Linked DNA regions of Anas platyrhynchos: region 1 is linked to region 2. Evidence: chromatin contacts called from public Hi-C data. All regions are on one chromosome and are shown on one strand. Each heading gives the region's core, a stretch centred on a gene start, on an enhancer-like site or on the middle of the called end of the contact. The rest is flanking DNA. Distances are from core to core; before and after follow the strand shown.

Region 1 (5,615 bases), core at 1,613-4,112, 170 kb before region 2:
AAGGAAAAAAGAAAAAAGAAAAAAGGAAAAAAAAAAAAAAGAAAAAGCTACATACCTGTATATGATTTTTAAGAAATTAAGGGAAGAAAACAACATTTACTAGTACTGTTGACAAACACTAAATGTGCCACTTAAAATGTCAGCTTCTTTCAAAGCTTCCTGTGTATCATTGACATAAGCAAGCTCACTGCTGTTAATGAGTGACTCATGGATATTTATTGCAGAGAAAGAACACAAAATATGTCATTGCATTTGTGCAAATGAAGTAATTTACAAATCTGCATTGATTTTCTACCACATTACACCAAAGAATACCATTAACTTGGATTTGCTTTGCACAAGTGCAATTTTCATTTTAGAACAGACACGCAGGAACATAACTTAAAATTCTCATTTGGACTTCTTCAGGATTTACTAGTGAAATACAAGCAAGATGTGCCTTAGCAAGACTAAGGCACGATGTGTTTGTATATACCTGGTACACTGCTTTTTGGAGCATTTAAAGGTCTGATTGTTACTGAAAATATAATGCTTTGTCCAATAATACAAAAAGCTGTACATCATTCACTTCCAAGCTTTTCTATGCATGCACAAAAGCTGCAGTTCTGGCAGCATTTCAGAAAGGCCACAGCCACTATATGTTACCCTAGGAAGTAAGAGTGTTTCCCATCTTATGCTATTCTGATACTGAGCATATTTTATATGGTTCACCCTTGAAATGCCAAAGGTGAGAACTGAGTGAGCATGCGCAGCAGGAGTTCTGAATGATGGTAATCAGCAGCTTGGCTTGTGAGAATTACAGCTCCTCAGGGACTGTAAAACAGAATATTTACTGATGTCAGGGGCAAGACATTGAAAAGGACCCTGCCTTGGTGTTTTGCAATCTCATAGGGCAAATTTAACGCCTTTCCCATTTTTTAGACTCTTCTGAGTGGGAAGAAAAATAAACAGCTTTTTGGACAAACTATTTGCTTAGAAGAAGGTGAGAAAAAATAAGCAAAATGACCAAAAAGCATAAAAAAATACTTTCTTGGTGGCTATCAACTTTATGATATTTTTTTAACTTTCTAATCACTGTCAAGGTTCGAAACTCCAAGAAAAACCTGTTTTTTTGCTTCTTCAAAAATACGAGGTATAAATATACTTTGAATTGTATTGAAACATATTTATTTCCTGTAGCATGACAACGCACAGGCCGGAGCTGAAATTTATTAGTGCCAAACAATGCATTCACTTTGATATAACAAAACATACTGTACATATTCTGTCTGTAGCTGAATTCACAGATGTTGCAGGAGAAGTGAGATGGGGCACCGCATGGAGGAAAGTGTGCACAAGCCCCACTTCTGGTGGCTGCCCTTGCTGTTCCCCAGGCTGAGAAGTGGAAGATGCACAGCAGCAGCTTCAGGGATTGGCAGCATAGAGTGACAGCTCGCGTGCAAAAGCTGACCGCTGACAGCAAAGGGTGGGAAGGGGAAGGTGGTGGGGTGGGAGCCAGAATATGGGAAGTATGTGCCTGACAGGCCATTGTATAGGCTCTCACTGTCACAAAAGAGAAGAAAAAGGCAACATCCATTCTGTTACACAATAAAGCAAACAAACTAATCTGCAGTCAAAAAGACCAAATCTAAATAGAAAGGAAATGAGAGGTTCCTTATTTTCTTGCCATATCAGCATGTTTGGGTATGTCAGCTGTAAACATACCATACTATGTTGTAATTAGATGTAGGTTAAACAGCACTTATCAGGGAAACTTTTGCTTTTACTTTTTTTTTTTTTTTTAAATTAGTGTTCTAAATTTCCCCTTCTTCCTGAATTCTTCATCAGACTGAGGTCTGGGATTGCTTTCTGCTGTCACCCTGGTACCTTGCCGTGCTGCAGATCGTATGCATTTTACTCCTGTGGAGTAACGAGGTAGTTCTGCAGGATTTCTGACCTTTTCTGTCCGGCATATTCTGGAACCATCCTCTGGGGAAGGAGTATCGGCTGGCTGCAACCACGGCTGGGCTGGTTCACCGCCTGGGCCCAGAAGGGGATGGCAAGGGGGGGGCTCCTGACAGGGCTCAGCCACAGTTCACTTTCTTGCTCAGGACCAGTGAAAATTTTTGTTACCTTAAAAATCCATAGGGTTGCTCTATCAGATTCTGCAGTTGAAAGAAGGATAAAATTATCTGTTTGTGAGCGTTGCTCCTGGCAAGGATAAGATCAATTTGGTTGGACTCACTGGTAATTTGATAAGCTTTTTGATCCCTTCCCAAACAAAATAAGTGATTAGGGTGACAGAAGTCTATCTCTAGCATAAGAAACGTGGCCCTTTGAGGGGATGTCTATGTACACACAGTGAAAAATGTGAATTTTCGTCACGTCAGAAGACGAGATAAGAGAAATCTTTCGTTTATTTGCATAAAACTCTGCAGCAGCAGTGCATTACATAGTGCATTATTATAGTGAGGGGCGACTCGGACTTTGCACCACTCCCCGGAACGAGAGAATGCAAGTCACTGCGGGCGCTGCGGTTCACGGGGGAGGACGACGGCCCCAACAGCGCTGATGCTGCTTTGGGACACGGGGCCGGGCGGCCCCAAACCCCTGACAGGGGACGGGGACGGGGACGGGCGCAGCGAGGCGTGAGGCGCCCCCCGCCCGCTCTGACAGACCCCGACCACCTCAGGGCCGGCGCGGCGCGCATGCGCAGCGGCTGATGGCCGCCCGGCGGCGGGAGGAATCTCGCGAGATCCCGGCCGCCTCTCGCGAGAGCCAAGCGCGCCGAGGCGGCGGGCGGTCAGTGGCGGCAGTCAGTGGCGGGCGGGCGGCGAGGCGGGTGGTAGGGGGCGCTGCTCCGCTGTCGCCGCCCCGCCGAGGAGACTCCACCCCACGCTGAGTGCCTCCTCCTCCTCCTCCTCCTCCTCCTCCTCCTCCTCCTGCGCCGCCGCCCGCGGGACGAGGGAGGGCCGAGCGGCGGCGTCCCGGCAGCGCCGGGCGCCTGCGTGTCGCCATGAACCTGCACCAGGTGCTGACGGGGGCCGTGAACCCGGGGGACAACTGCTTCTCGGTGGGGAGCCTGCACGGGCAGCCCTTCACGGTGAGTCCGGGGGGGGCGGGGAGGTGGGCACCTTCCCCGCTGCACCTGCGGGGCAGCCGGGCTGGGGGCGGCCGCCATCAGCGAGCCGTGCCGGGGCACCGCACGTGAAGATGGGGGTGGCCCTGGTGGTGGTGGCCCTGGTGGCCGTGGTGGTGGCCGTGGTGGTGGCGGTGGCCGCCCGGCTGTTATATAAACGGCGCCCCTCAGGCGCGACCTTCGCGGGGGGGGCGCCCCGCAGCCGGCCGGGGGGTCCCGCATTGCCCCGTGTCAGCCTTGTCCCCGTGTCCCCCCCCCACCCTCCTCCTCTTTTCCCTCTTGTTTTGGGTTTTCTGCCTGTGCAGGGGGTGCCCTCCCCGCCCCCTTCCCTTCCAAAATGCCCCCTCCCTGTCTGCCTCTCCTCTTCAGGCGAAAACGAGGAGCGAAATGAGCGAAAACTCGGCTGTTTTTAGTCGTGTTTTCCTCTGGTCGCTGTGCCGTGTGCGGAGCCCGATAGGGCAGCGGTAAATGGAGGTGCAGGAGCTGAGCCTGCCTCTCCTCGCTGCTCACGGATGTCACCGTGCCCTGCCAGCACGGGAAGGGGGGCCGGGGCACCCTCACGGGTCCTGGGCCACCTGCCCTCACGCTGCTCCCCGTGGGTTGGCTTCGAGGAGCCGGTCTGGCCTTGTCAGTGCTGTGCCTGCTCCCCTAAAGCCCCCCGCTGTAAGGCAGCTCATGTTGGGAGCCTTCTGCAGCTGGAGCAGTTGTGGCTTCCCGTGCCCACTGTGCTGGATCTTCTGGTTTCATGTATTCAGAAGTGTTTGAGACCCACAGGTGGTAGGGAAATGCCGTAGCGAGGCGGCAAAGTTTAGCGTACAGTGAAGTGCTGGAAAGGTTTCGATATGTGGTGTCCAAATGGGAAGCTCAAGAAGTTCCTTCTTGGGGAGAAGGAGGTCGAGTTATCGGTGTCACTGAAGAGCTCTCTCCTACTACAGCCTAACTTCCAGAAAGTGTCAGGATTTCCTGATGGATAAAAGGGGTGAGGATCTCTCTTTGGGGAGAAAGGAACCACTGGAGAGTGCGGCTTTCCCTGTTTCTATTGGTCTGTTGTTCCCAAGATCTGTTTTGACATAAATATAGTAACAGTGTTTCCTATAGACACATTCATCTTGGTTTTTGTCCTTTTGCTCAGAAGGTTATTAATAGATTCCTTTTCCTCAGGTTTAAAACTGACAACAGAAATATCTTGGGCTTGTTGTTGTTTTTTTTCCTGTTGTTACTTGTTTTATAACACCATGTTAAAGTCACTACAATGCTCAGAAACATTAACAAGTGAAAGGTACTACATCTAATTCCTTTTCCTGGAAATGGTGGACTGAACCTTTAGAAAATCCAATAGGAAAATTGACAGTTCTTTTCCTGCATCTGAAATCAAGATGTAAGCATTAACAAGTATAAAAACTATTGAATCATATATCAGTACTCAATAATAATAAAAACATCTCATCAAACATCTGTGAGTTTTTGGTCAGAGAGACTGGAAACACAGGAGTTGATGTGTCAGGATGCTGTACTGAAGCTGGGGAGAGTTGTCATTGTCTGACAAGATAACTTGTTCTGCAGTACCTCGATTTTTTTATATATGGTGTTGTCCCGAATATTGCGTGCACACTTGTACTGAATATATGACTGAAGGTGAAAAAGCTTTAAAACGTTAAATTTTAAGCTGAAAATAATAGGTTTTTATTAACTTTAAAGTTGGAGATCAAATTAGTAGGGGTACCTATACACAGTGAATTGTATGAACCTTTCTGAAAACACCTGGTTTGGTTTTAAACTGGCATGTGAGGTACTTGTCCTCATGGTGTGCAGGTGGCAGAGGTTCTGTCTTTCATTTTTCTGGATTTCTTTTTTAGGATCTGATGTGACAACTGGAGCTTAAGCTTTCTTAGAGGGAACTCTGATAAAGAGTTTTTGGTATGCCTTTTATTCATATATAGAAAAGGCTCATAAGGATCAAGATAACTTAGGAAGTATTCCTGTTATTTATCTATTGAGAATATGTGATAGTAACATCTGGTATGCTTATGAGTATAAAGAACTTGGCCTACAGAAGTTAGAATGTATCCATTTGCTCTTGATGTGCTTCTCCTGAAATGTAATCGTTTTATTTGCAGTGGAAAGCATCCTTTACTTTCTTTGTTTTCAGATGTGGAGTATTTCATACCTGAAAACATTTGATTCCTAAATTCATAAGTTAATGCTCACATACTTAGGATACGGCTATAGTAGTTTTTATGGAAGTTGTGTAGAAGCTATTAGGTAATCAATACTGATAACACTTCTAGTGATTGATTTGCTCTGTGCGTGTTTCCTTATTCAGTTCTGCTTTCGTGACTTTTTTTTTCTGGATTCTTTTTTAACAAAAAATATCAGAAGGGGAGAAAAGTCACTATCAGCAACAGGAACATTACAAGCACATGTCCTAGGACTCGTCGTGGTAGCTGTAAAAGGGTTGTTGCTTGTAGGGGCAAAAAATTGGGAAAGATAAATAAAT
Region 2 (5,102 bases), core at 515-3,014:
TAAATAGAGTAGTATGTTGAGAAACAAAGAAACAAAAAATTATTAAAAATTATTTAAAAGTTATTAAAAATATTAAAAATACCTTATCCTCCACCTTTTCTTCTGAGGCTCAACCCCACTCTTTCACTCCTGACTCTTCTACCTCTACCCCCATGCTGGAGCAGGAGTTGGGGAATGGGGATTTCAGTCAGTCCTTAGCAATTCCTCTATGCTGCTCCTTTCTTCTCACACTTTTTCCCTGCTCCAGCATGAGGTCCCTCTCATGTGATACAGTCCATCAGGAACAGACCACTCTGGTGTGAGTCCCTCATGGCCCACAGTTCCTGCTCCCATGTAGGCTCCAAGGGCTGCAGCTTCCTTTATGCCATATCCATGGGCCGCAGTATGGTTATCTGCTCCAACGTGGTCCTCCACAGCCTGTAGGAGGACAACCTGCATCATCATGTTCCTCTCTAAAGGTTGCAGGGCCTGCTCTGTAGCACCACCTCCTTCTTCACTGACTGTGGTTTCTGTTGCATGTTTTTCTCTCATCTCTCCTGCAGCAGTTACACAGTGCTTTTTACCCATTCTTAGATAAACTTTCCCAGAGAGGCCCATGTACTGGGCTGATGTTAACCCCAGGTCTCAGTAGAGTGAACTCTTGAGAGGACTAGAGGGAATGGCCTCAAGTTGTGCAAGGGTTGGTTCAGGTTGGAAATGAGGAGACATTTCTTCTCAGAAAGAGTGGTCAGGCATTGGAATGGGTTGCTCAGTGAGGTGGTGGTGTCACTGTCCCTGGGGGTGTTTAAGGAAAGGTTGGACATGGTGCTTAGGGACATGGTTTAGTGGGTGATGTTGGTAGTAAAGTGATGGATGCACCAGCTGATCTTGGAGGTCTTTTCCAACCCTAATAATTTTATGCTGGGGGCTACCCTTCTGGAAGGCAGCTTAGCAGAAAAGGCTCTAGGGGTCCTGGTGGACATGTAATTAATCATGAGCAGACAGTGTGTGCCCTTGGCACTAAGAAAGCTAATGGTATCCTGGGCTTCATTAGGCTAAGCATTACCACCGGGTGGAAGGAGGTGATCCTTCCCCTCTACGCAGCACTGGTGTGGCCACCGTTGGAGCGATGGGTCCAGTTCTGGGCACCTTAGTGTAAGGAACATGGATATATGGGAGAGAGTCCAGTGAAGGGCTATAAAGATGATGGAGGGACTGGAGTGCATCACCTGTGAGGGAAGATTGGGAGAGTGGGGACTGTTCAGCTTGGAGAAGAGAAGGCCAAGGGAGATGTCCATTGGTCTGTTCTCCCATGTGCCTGGTGACAGGACGAGGGGGAATGGGTCAAAGTTGCACCAGGGGAGATTTAGGCTGGATATTAGGAAGAACTTCTTTACCGAATGGGTTGTTAGACATTGGAATGGGCTGCCCAGGGAGGTGGTGGAGTCACCATCCCTGGAAGTTTTTAAAAGACGTTTAGATGTAGAGCTTAGCGATATGGTTTAGTGGGGACTGTTAGTGTTAGGTCAGAGGTTGGACTCGATGATCCTGAGGTCTCTTCCAACCTAGAAATTCTGTGATTCTGTGAAATACCTGAAGGGAAAGAGCAAAGAGGACAGCGCCAGGCTCTTTCCAGTGGTGCCTAGTGCCAGGACAAGAGACACACACACACACTGAGCACATCTGGGAGAAAAAAACGTGATCTATTCCACTTTATTTTTCGATCTGAAGCACCCCCGCCGTTGCCTACATTTCCCAGAAGGCGGCGGCGGCCTGGTTCCCCCGCCCCCTCCGACACCGCCCCCTCCGGCCCCATCCCCGTCCCCGAGCCCTGCCCGCAGCGGGGCCGTCCCGGCGGCGGGTGCGGGCAGCGCAGCGCAGCGCCATGGCGGCGGGGCTGCGGTTTGACGGCCGGGTGGTGCTGGTCACCGGCGCCGGAGGAGGTGAGCGGCGGCCCCGGGGGCGTTGCTGGTGGCAGCGGGGGGCTCCCGGGGCCCTGCCGAGGGCCCGGCCGCGGCTGTGTGCGAGCGGCTCCGGGCGTGAGCAGCGCGTTGAGCTGAGGCGGGGAGGGAGGGAGGGAGCGGGGCGGCGGCGGCAGGTGCCTGGGCTGCCCGGGGGGCTGCGGTCCCGTCCCGTCCCGTCCCGTCCCGATGTTGGTGGCCCGCTGGCCGCTCCCCGGCCGGGAGGGGAGCTCGGGGGCGTGCGGCTGCCCCGAGAGCCGCGCCTTGACCCGGGCAGCTCCGTGATGGCCATCTGGGAGTGCGAAGTTTGGGGTGGTTCTCAGCTGCTGGAGGAGTTTTGGTTGTTTTCCACAACCCTCCGAGGGCACGCTGTGTTTCCACAGTGAACTCCTCCCTTTTTTTTTTTTTTTTTTTTTTTTTTTATGCCTTTGTGGAGCTGTGAGCACATACCAAGAACTCGTTTCTGGGCCCCAAACTGATAGGGAACCATTAGGGCTGGGAAAGACCTCCCAGATCATCTGGTCCAGCCACCCCCTACCACCCCCTAAACCATGTCCCTGTGCACCACATGTCTTGTGGATGAGGAATGAGGAATTCTGTGGAAAGCACTGAGTGGTCAGATTCATGTCACTTGGGTGTCACTTGGCCGATACTTGTCGCTTTCTCCTCAAGAGACATTGAGGCCAGGTTTTTGTGTGATGCTTTTCTGCTTTTCCCGGACCTGTACTGATGTGCTTCTTGCTAGACAGCAAATGTTACTGAAGTAGATGTTAATTTCTTAGGTAATAGCGAAACAAATAAACAAAAACCTGTGTCAATAACAAAACTTCCAGAAACCAGCACATGGGGCAAAAATCGCTTGTCATAAGCATGGCTATCGTGACCCTTACACCCTTGCATTTCTAGTTTTAGGCTGATCGAAAATGGTTTGTTGATAGAGAAAACTGTCGTTGTATGTCTTATTTCACAGCAATTTTTTTTTGACGAATAGGTGATTAAATAAAGGGAAGCTCTGTTAACTTCATGTTAGTTATTAGTTTGCTTCCATCTAGTTTACAACATGGTAGTTAGTATATACCGCTAATAGCATTGCTTGTTGACTTTTTTTTGAATGTCAGTGAACACATGAGAGCTGGGAATTTATTTGTATTGCTGATCCCTTTGTTTCAAAGTGAGACCTGTTTTTGCATAGACAGGCATCTAAAAATACGATAGCTTTCACTTTGGGCAAATCGCCTATGAAGAATACATTGTACTTGCCTGTAATGCAGCACTGTCATTGTTTCTGCAATTCAAACTACATATTTATTTATATATATTTTATTTTGAGATGAGCTTTGCCAGTTGAGAGCACTGGCACATTACCTGGATCTGTAAACCTCAATCATTTGGCTTTTCAAAAAAAAGTTTTCTTTTGGGGCCTTGTTTATATCAAGCAGTACACGCACCTCAAGTGTTACTATCCCTTGCAGAGGCTCACAGGAGCCTTAAGGAAAGTTCAAAATTGGTGTTGTGAGTTTAGTGTATTTCAAAACAGTCTAAACAGTTCTGACGTTCTTTTTTTTTTCCTTTGAGAAATGGCATTGAATGTGTTGGGGAGGGACAAATAGCTACTATTGAGAAATACATGAGAAACCTTTTTCTGGTTTTGTTTTTTATCATCTTTTGATCATTCAAATCTTAGTTTGAAATCTTCATCGTGAATTTCAATAGTGATTTTTGACTGATTCAGTGAATAATATCTGTGTGAGTAAATGGTTTGTTACTGCAAGTAACTAGTGTTTAACACACCTAGAATGTAAATCAGAATAAAGGTGCAAAAGTCTTGCTTGTGTATGTGAGGTAAAAATTACATTCTACTGTTACAGTAGGTAAACTATGTATGTGTTTGGGTAGCTGTGGTACTAGGTGATTCCTTTGTACTGAAATACTCGGAGGAATTTTGTCACTACATCTTCTGTCACAGTTAATTATTTTTTGTTGTTTTGTAAGTTTCTTCTTCAAATCTCAAAGACTAACTTTAACCAGGAAAGTGTCTTATTCACTTGGAATGTAATTAATTAACTTGAAACATCCCCTCCTGCAAAGCTGTGTCAAGACATTAAATTTTCTGCTTTACCAATATATTTTTCTGTCACAAACACAAAGACAGCGGCAGGTAGCTTTCCCTGATGGTTCTTCTGAGTGCAGTAACAAAAAGTAAGCATGGGCAATTTTTTTTTCTCTTAACTGGAGGTTCTGTCAAGAATTTATCTGCTGATCTGCTTTTCAGCTTTTTGTGCAACTACTCCAGGGGGAAATGGAATTTTACTTAAAACCTGCAGGATTCTTATGTTGATTTGGTGCATCTTTGTTCATGCATTTTATTTTGTTTCCAAAATTTAACTCTTTTTAAACTTTATTTTTATAATTATTTTTAAACTAGGTTTGGGCAGAGCTTATGCACTCGCTTTTGCTGAAAGAGGAGCTTCAGTGGTTGGTAAGTTTTATCTTAACAAACTCGATCGAGATACTAACCTTTACCTTTTTACATGGCTGTTGTTCAATAATCTGTGCCCTTTCTAACAGTAACCTTTGTTATACAATAATTTTCTGTCTTATCTGATGCAATTTAAATTTTGCTTCAATGCTTTATTATGAAACAAGTTACCTGAGATTGTCCAAGAGCTTACTATCGTTGAAAAAAGTTTGAGTCAGATAATCGCCCTGACTTGTATTTCATCCATATATACCAGTCTTTACTGTGAGTTGTAGACAAAGGGTATAATTTCAGGTGAGTACTGTTCATAAACTTTTAATATGACCATTCAGAAGTGTGAATGTGTGTCTTCTTCTGCCTTCTCCCAGGAGAGTAAATACGTCAGAAGGTAGTGCAGTATAAGTTACCCCCCAGAAAACAAAATACTGTGAAAGTGCACTGCACTGTTTCTTTTTTGCAGAGCATCGCACAAGGGCCGTCAACGACAGTACTGTATAGCTCTCAGTTGAGGATTCCTAATGGTTTCGTAGTTATTTGCTTCAGCTTTCGTTAGTTCTGTAAAGTGCTGTGTCACAATTCTGAAGGTTAAGCTATGTTCTTGGGCACTCTCCAGAAGTGAGCCAGTACCATCTCACTGGCTGTGAGGGGAATTTGTTCAGGTATTGTTGCTGAGTTCAAGATTA

Evidence for each region. A called contact is a pair of places that touch in the nucleus more often than the background predicts.
Region 1: a Hi-C map of subcutaneous adipose tissue shows a contact between it and region 2, with 2.2 times the contacts expected there. The contact joins the promoter of DMXL1 here to the promoter of HSD17B4 in region 2. A contact is called at or near these places in 2 of 8 Hi-C or Micro-C datasets (liver and subcutaneous adipose tissue).

The regions. Positions count from the first base shown.
Region 1 is chrZ:67,401,887-67,407,501 of IASCAAS_PekinDuck_T2T, reverse strand. It overlaps DMXL1 (Dmx like 1), which reads left to right and starts at 2,862. Exons shown (of 44, transcript XM_072031715.1): 1 at 2,862-3,082. The coding sequence starts at 2,996. LOC119714390 (a long non-coding RNA gene) reads right to left here and starts at 2,743. Exons shown (of 4, transcript XR_005261554.2): 1 at 1,937-2,743.
Region 2 is chrZ:67,229,876-67,234,977 of IASCAAS_PekinDuck_T2T, reverse strand. HSD17B4 (hydroxysteroid 17-beta dehydrogenase 4) reads left to right here and starts at 1,764. Exons shown (of 24, transcript XM_027446356.3): 1 at 1,764-1,922; 2 at 4,366-4,419. The coding sequence starts at 1,865.